Linked DNA regions of Zea mays: region 1 is linked to region 2. A link is a contact called in public Hi-C data. All regions are on one chromosome and are shown on one strand. The core of a region is the stretch at or near the end of the contact, and the rest is flanking DNA. Distances in the headings are between cores, read along the strand shown.

What was found. Hi-C and Micro-C count contacts between places; a contact is called where the count stands out from the background.
Region 1: a contact with region 2 is called in a Hi-C map of tassel, with 2.9 times the contacts expected there. The contact joins the promoter of LOC103626027 here to the promoter of LOC103626013 in region 2. A contact is called at or near these places in 2 of 25 Hi-C or Micro-C datasets (ear and tassel).

The regions. Positions count from the first base shown.
Region 1 is chr5:16,026,137-16,029,357 of Zm-B73-REFERENCE-NAM-5.0, reverse strand. It overlaps LOC103626027 (probable WRKY transcription factor 2), which reads right to left and starts at 1,932. Exons shown (of 3, transcript XM_008646410.2): 1 at 1,420-1,932; 2 at 716-898; 3 at 1-369. The coding sequence starts at 1,451. The coding sequence ends at 150.
Region 2 is chr5:15,258,000-15,260,953 of Zm-B73-REFERENCE-NAM-5.0, reverse strand. LOC103626013 (protein CDC73 homolog) reads right to left here and starts at 1,387. Exons shown (of 4, transcript NM_001353397.1): 1 at 307-1,387. The coding sequence starts at 1,276. It overlaps LOC103626014, which reads left to right and starts at 1,500. Exons shown (of 2, transcript XM_008646399.4): 1 at 1,500-2,059; 2 at 2,144-2,506. The coding sequence starts at 1,619. The coding sequence ends at 2,350.

The DNA of each region.
Region 1 (3,221 bases), core at 683-3,182, 770 kb before region 2:
GGCGTCAACCGGCACCGGCAGCACCAGCCACCTGCCGCCGCCGTCGTCCGTTGCGCAGCGAAAGAGATGGAACCTGGAAGCAGCGGCAGCCAGAACTGATGCATGCGTGGCGCGACGCCGGCCGGCCTTCCTCCTCGCGTTGTCAGGTGTCACCCTGACCCGGCCGGCCCGGCGCCGAAGTACTGCGCGCCCAGCTCGTATCTGTTGGAGGCGCCGCCGCCGCCGCCCTGCTCCGGAGCCGCCGGCGGCGCGGCGCCGTGCTGGTGCGCGCCATCGTAGACGACGCGGAGGGCCGCGCTGGGGTCGCGCGGGTGCCACTCCACCTTCTTCTTGGCGCCGCACAGCCTGTGCCGGCACCGGAAGTAGCTCCTGCGCCATTGGACCATACACACATGACACATGCATGGACCCACCCACACGCCACGCCCACCATCAGTTCTGTGTGCAATTTGCTCGCCCGGCCGGCCGGCATTATTTGCTGGTTGACCGTGATTAATAGAGCGAGGACTCTTCTTCGGTTGATTCTTCTTCTCGTGACGATAAGATCAAGCAGCAGAGCATTGCATGCACGGTGGGTGATCGATGGGCGTCACATCGACTCAATTAAAACGATTTGATGCACAGGATCGGAACGAACGAATAAGATGCGTGGACAGCTATATATATAGTCAAAGTTGCACTAACTACATGGAAATGGATCGAAGGGAGAAAGTACCTGATTTTCTGGATGTTCTTGATGAACTTCTGGCCGTACTTCTTCCACTCGTACCCGTCCTCGGGCACCACCATCAGCTGGCTGCCGTTGCCGGCCTCTGCCTCCGCCGCCGCCGTCTCCTCGTCGTCGTCCTCCTCCCTCCTTTGGTTTCTCTCTTCTCCTCCGCTCACTCTGCATGCATCACTACAGTTGTGGCTAGAAACGTTAGCTACGCATAAATCGTCGTCGTCGAGAACCTAACCTATCTGTTGGGTGCTTAATTACTTTATAATCCGCTTCGTCTACAGTGATGCAGAACTAGTAGTATATAGCAGCGTAAACTAGGCGGTTCATACTTAGATCTATTTATTTGCTCCAAGCAGCCAGGGATGATATTTGAGACGTATACATAGGAAAGTGAGTCTATATATAGTTCATATATAGTATTAGGCCACGCATACATATATCATGAACTTGAACGACATCTGTTTGTGGACGACAATATATATACATCTCCATGTTGCTGCATGAGAATTTGACAAAAAAAAAAAAAACAATAATAACGAACCATGCTGCATGAGAACCAAAGGTATGATAAGTTGTCAACCAATAATAAACCGAGTGTGGTCCCGTTTTAGGCAAACGCATCAAAACATCATAGAAAGAAGAATAAAACCATTCTTTTGATGATTGCCAACGAACGAGAGAGAGAGAGAGATGCATACATTGTGGCTGGCTGTGAGCTTGAATCGTCCATGGATGCCGGCCGGTGACCGTACGTCGTCGTCTACGTCCTGCGCCCTAACGCTGCTCCCATGTCATCGCAAAGCTCAAGGAATGAAACGTTGAGACTAGAGAGGGCCGGGAGAGCAGTGACGAGAAAGCTCTTTGGGTGGTATATTTATTATCAAGGCTTAGTCAACCGAATTGAACCTTCTTAGATGCGACGTCAACTTCTGTCAAGACGGGATGGCAGAACTTTTGGGTTTCACATGCTGTCCTACCCAACTTCGCCATGCACTTTTGATCGAACCAGAAAAACACTGTGATCTCATCATCTCCTTATACTCCTTACACTGTGATCTGTCAATAGTGCCTAAATCCACAATAGATCAAAATCCCTCTCAAAGCTCTCTCGAACCACTTCAATCCACCTCAGCTCAACCCAAGCAACTAGGTGTACGTGGAAATAAGATACACAACTAAGAACTTGTTCGGTTAATCCTGTTACCCATAAATTGGATGAGATTTTAAAAAAAAATTAAGAAGAAATTTAACTCGTTTGAGATTTAAACTCACTCGATCCACATGGATTGAGAGCTAACCGAACAAGGCCTAATATTTGCAACAAAAAGTTACAACTGGATATTAGTCCCTTTAGTCACTAACCGTCCGATTGGTTACCCGCATAATCTCATCATTAGCCGTATTCTAAGGATGGGCACGGATGCGTGGCTGACGTCACTTGTCTTACGTCAGTGACAGTTCCTCGTGTTGCGTGGTATTGTTCCAAGAAGCTGCTGCTGCCTCGTTTCCTTTTGCCTTTATTTTTTTGAGAGAACAGGAGAGGAGCCCTACTGAACCTTTTGCCTTTATTAGCCAGCGGTAAAAAAAAAGTAATTGCCCCAAAAGGAAAAAAACACTCCTATGGGGAACAGGAACTGTACAGACGAAATAAAAGCGTGGTACGTAAAAATAAACCGATCTTTTTTGTTGTATGAAAATAACATCGTCATCTGATAATGGTAATACATGCTGGGATGCCAATTAAAACTATTTGTCGCCCTGGCCTATATGCGCCCCTGCTGTGATGTGGCCCATGCATCGGCGTGCTCGTAATGTTCATGGGCACAATGGTCCGTTCCGATGCGACGACAGTGGCGCGCGGTGGTGGCTGAGGAGGATCTGGATGCGGATGAGAGACGCGCTGGGGATGAGCCAAGACTATACTCTGGTTTGAGGCATCGCCTAATTATTAAGAACGGATGCGCTGGGAAAAGAAAAGAAGCAGCGTGAGTAGTGTGATTGATTTCTAGAAATGTCATTTTCATTGGCGTGGGGGCTAGTTTGGAAAATTATAGATGTTAATTTAGAAAATCAAATCTCCTCTAAGATTAGAGGGGCCCAATCTCCCCTCGATCCTAGAGAGGATTTGGGTTTTCAAACTAACACTAGAAAATTAAATCCATTCTATGATTAGAGGGGATTAAAGATGCTAGTCTAAAAACTTAAATCTTCTTCGAAATTAAAGGAGCCTAATTTTTCTCAATCCTAAGGGATTGAAGATGCTAATTTGGAAACTCAAATGTCCTCCGAAACTAGAGGGGATTTGAATTTTTTTAGTAGTTTGTTTATATATGGGTGCCGGAGGAGGGAGGACTCTTTATTGGTCGATCTCTCTTCTGCCTGCCCATGTAGCACTGCCTACCTATACAAGGACGAGACGGAAGCTGACCTGGTGGATCTCTCCTTTCTGCTACGGGGGGCCGATTGACGTGCTCAAGTCTTTATGTATGGTAGGCAATAA
Region 2 (2,954 bases), core at 138-2,637:
GCAAGGCGACCAGGACGCCTTAACGCTTAAGCTCGCCTTATCATTTAGCGACGCCTTAATAAGCATGACTAGTATATGCTGCTCAAAGCCACTACTGACATATCTTTCAACTCATTTGTGATAAGAAGGTAAGTGGTCCGAAGATGAGCTCCTAAACAATGACAGCAAAGCAATCATATCCTGTAATACGGATAAAACATTCTACCTGGCAAATGAAGCTACAAACGTAAACCATAATGAAGCTACACGACCATGTCAAAAACATATTGAAGATGCATATGTAAAATAAAGGAGTAAGAGGCACACCTCTGTTGAAGATCTCTACATGGTCCTTGAAGGGCCAGTCTTTGAACTGCCACTCCTTGCCGAGCACAAACACGGCCACCACCCGCCCCCAATCGTCTGACTTGAGCGAAGCCGGCTTGTCCCTAACCTCGAAGGAGACGGCACCCCCAGCGCCGCCAGCTCTCTCCGTACGAATCAGCTTCTTCTGCACCGTGACGCTCTCCGGCTTCCCTCCCTTGGTCGCCCGCATCCTCTCCTCGCTGGGCACGAACACCCCGTCCTCGAGGAACTCCTTGACGTTATAGATCGTAATCAGCGTCTGCGAGGCGCTGGGCACAAGGATGATGGGCACGACGCCGTCGCCCAGGGACCTGTCCAGCACCTTGGGCTTGGCCAGGGCTGCAGCGACGGAGCCAGAGTTGGGGCGGGAAGAGGGCGCCGCATCCTTGCCGCCGCCCTTGAGCTGCTCGTCCTGGCGGCGCACGGCGGCATGGAAGACGGCGAGAAAGTCGCGGCCGCGGGCGTCGAGGATTGAGTTGCGGTCCTTGAAGGGCCGCTCGAGCGCGCGGATTTGCTTTCCCGTGGTGGCCTCTTCGGTAGCTGCGGGGTCCTCCGGCGGAGGCGAGGGCGGATGGAGGTGGGGCTCCTGCGGCTGGAAGGCGGAGGGGAGGAGCGGGTCGGCGGAGGGGAGGGAGTTGTGGCCGAAGCGGAGGAAGTCGAGGAAGGTCTTGCGGTCGGGGAGCGATACGGGCGGGATGCGGCGGAGGCGCGCGGCCTGGATGAAGTCGGTGTGCTTGAGGTCGTGGTGCTGCGCGAGGAAGACGGCAGCGGAGAGCGGGTAGGGGCGACCTGACTGCTTGGAGGCGAAGGCGGTGGGGGTGGAAGCCGGGAAGGTGTAGTCAGAGCCGAAGTGGATCTCGTCGCCGGAGAAGATGATCTTGTCCAGCTCGTTGCGGCCAGCGTAGTCGCGGAGCACGGAGAGGGGATCCATCGCCGCCGGCGACGCTGTGTTGCTCCTGCGTTGGGGTTTTGCCGGTTTGCCCTGGCTGGCTGGCTGTAGGGATGGACCGTCGGCAAGCAGCAGAACCAGCCCAATGGGCCGTACATGATGGGCTGCGCTGCGATACTATGATATTGCTAGACTTCCGCTGCTGCGCATACGTCACGTAAAAATGAACAGCCGTACCACACCGTATGAACGAACTGAAAGTCGAAAGAACTGCGAGACAAGATAATCCAGTAGCGCGCGCAGCATTGTTAATTACTCGTGCTGTCGCGTTCTTATCCGAATGACCGACCAATTGGCCGCGACACGTCAAAGTCGCACCTATCGATGCGCACGCGCACGCCTGCCTGGGGCCGGGCGGCAAAGCTAAGCTCAGCCAGAGTCGATCATCACACGGCGATGGAGCCGGCCGCCGACGGCGACGACGTGCACGGGCAGCGACGGGACGGAGGACACCACGCGCCGGTGGTGTCGCTCCGGGCGCTGGGCCTGGCGGACGCGGACGCCTTCATGGCGTGGGCGTCGGACGACCGCGTGATGCGGCACCTGAAGCGGCCGCTCTGCGCCACCCGAGAGCAGGCCGTGGCGCAGATCAGGGACACCGTGCTGGGCCACCCGTGGTTCCGCGCCGTCTGCTTCGGCGACGTGCCCGTGGGGCAGGTGTCCGTGTGGCCGTACGCCGACGAGGGCGGTCGCAGGGCCAACCTCGGCTACGCCCTCGCGCACGACCAGTGGGGCCGGGGCATCGCCGCCGCCGCCGTCAGGATGGTACAGTGATTACCAGCTCGCATGGGCGTTCTTGGACATGGCGTTGTTCGTAATCGTGGATCTCCTCCATGGCCGCGCGCACAGGTGGTGGGCACGGTGTTCGACGACCTGCCGGGGCTGGAACGGCTGGAGGCGGTGACGGACGTGGCGAACGTGCGGTCGCAGAGAGTGCTGGAGAAGGCCGGCTTCCACAGGGAGGGGGTGCTGCGCCGCTACATCGCTGGACGCCGCGGCAGCGGGGCCAGAGATGCGGTGATCTATAGCTTCTTGTCGTCCGATGATCGTGCGTGACCCGGTGACCGGTGTCGCTATGCTACCTGCATATGGTTGTGTGTCCTGTAATATGCGTTCCATAAATTGTGCAAGATAGAAATGGACTACTGCGTATAATGTATCTCTAAGTGCATAACTTAAGTTATTGTATTAAAAAAAACTAATTTTTTTATACTTCAAAATAGTTGAAGTATATAAAATGATGCATTTGTTTCGTAAGCAAAAGGAACCTTTACTAAGGCGAGAGCAAATTGGGTCATACATAAAACCATTTAATAGTCTGTCTCTTAAAGGTTTTAGAGGTAAATTAAAAAATATAAGAGATGAGTTCCTCATGAAAAGTTTGTCTCTATACAACTCTTCATATATATTATCTTTTAACTGGGCAATTTTAAAGATATTCTTATGGTACCATGGGGTGTATCTTCTGCTTAAAAAAAACGATAGAAAACTCTAGGGTGTACATGCTCTTAGTAACCAAACCGTTAATTCCCATGTCCAAACCACACACCAAGTAATAAACCAGTATTACAATCATCTTATACTTTATCTATACTACTCTATTAAGAATCAAATGTGGGTGGCTTCACCCTCCGCGCTAACACTCTGGGCACACCTCCCG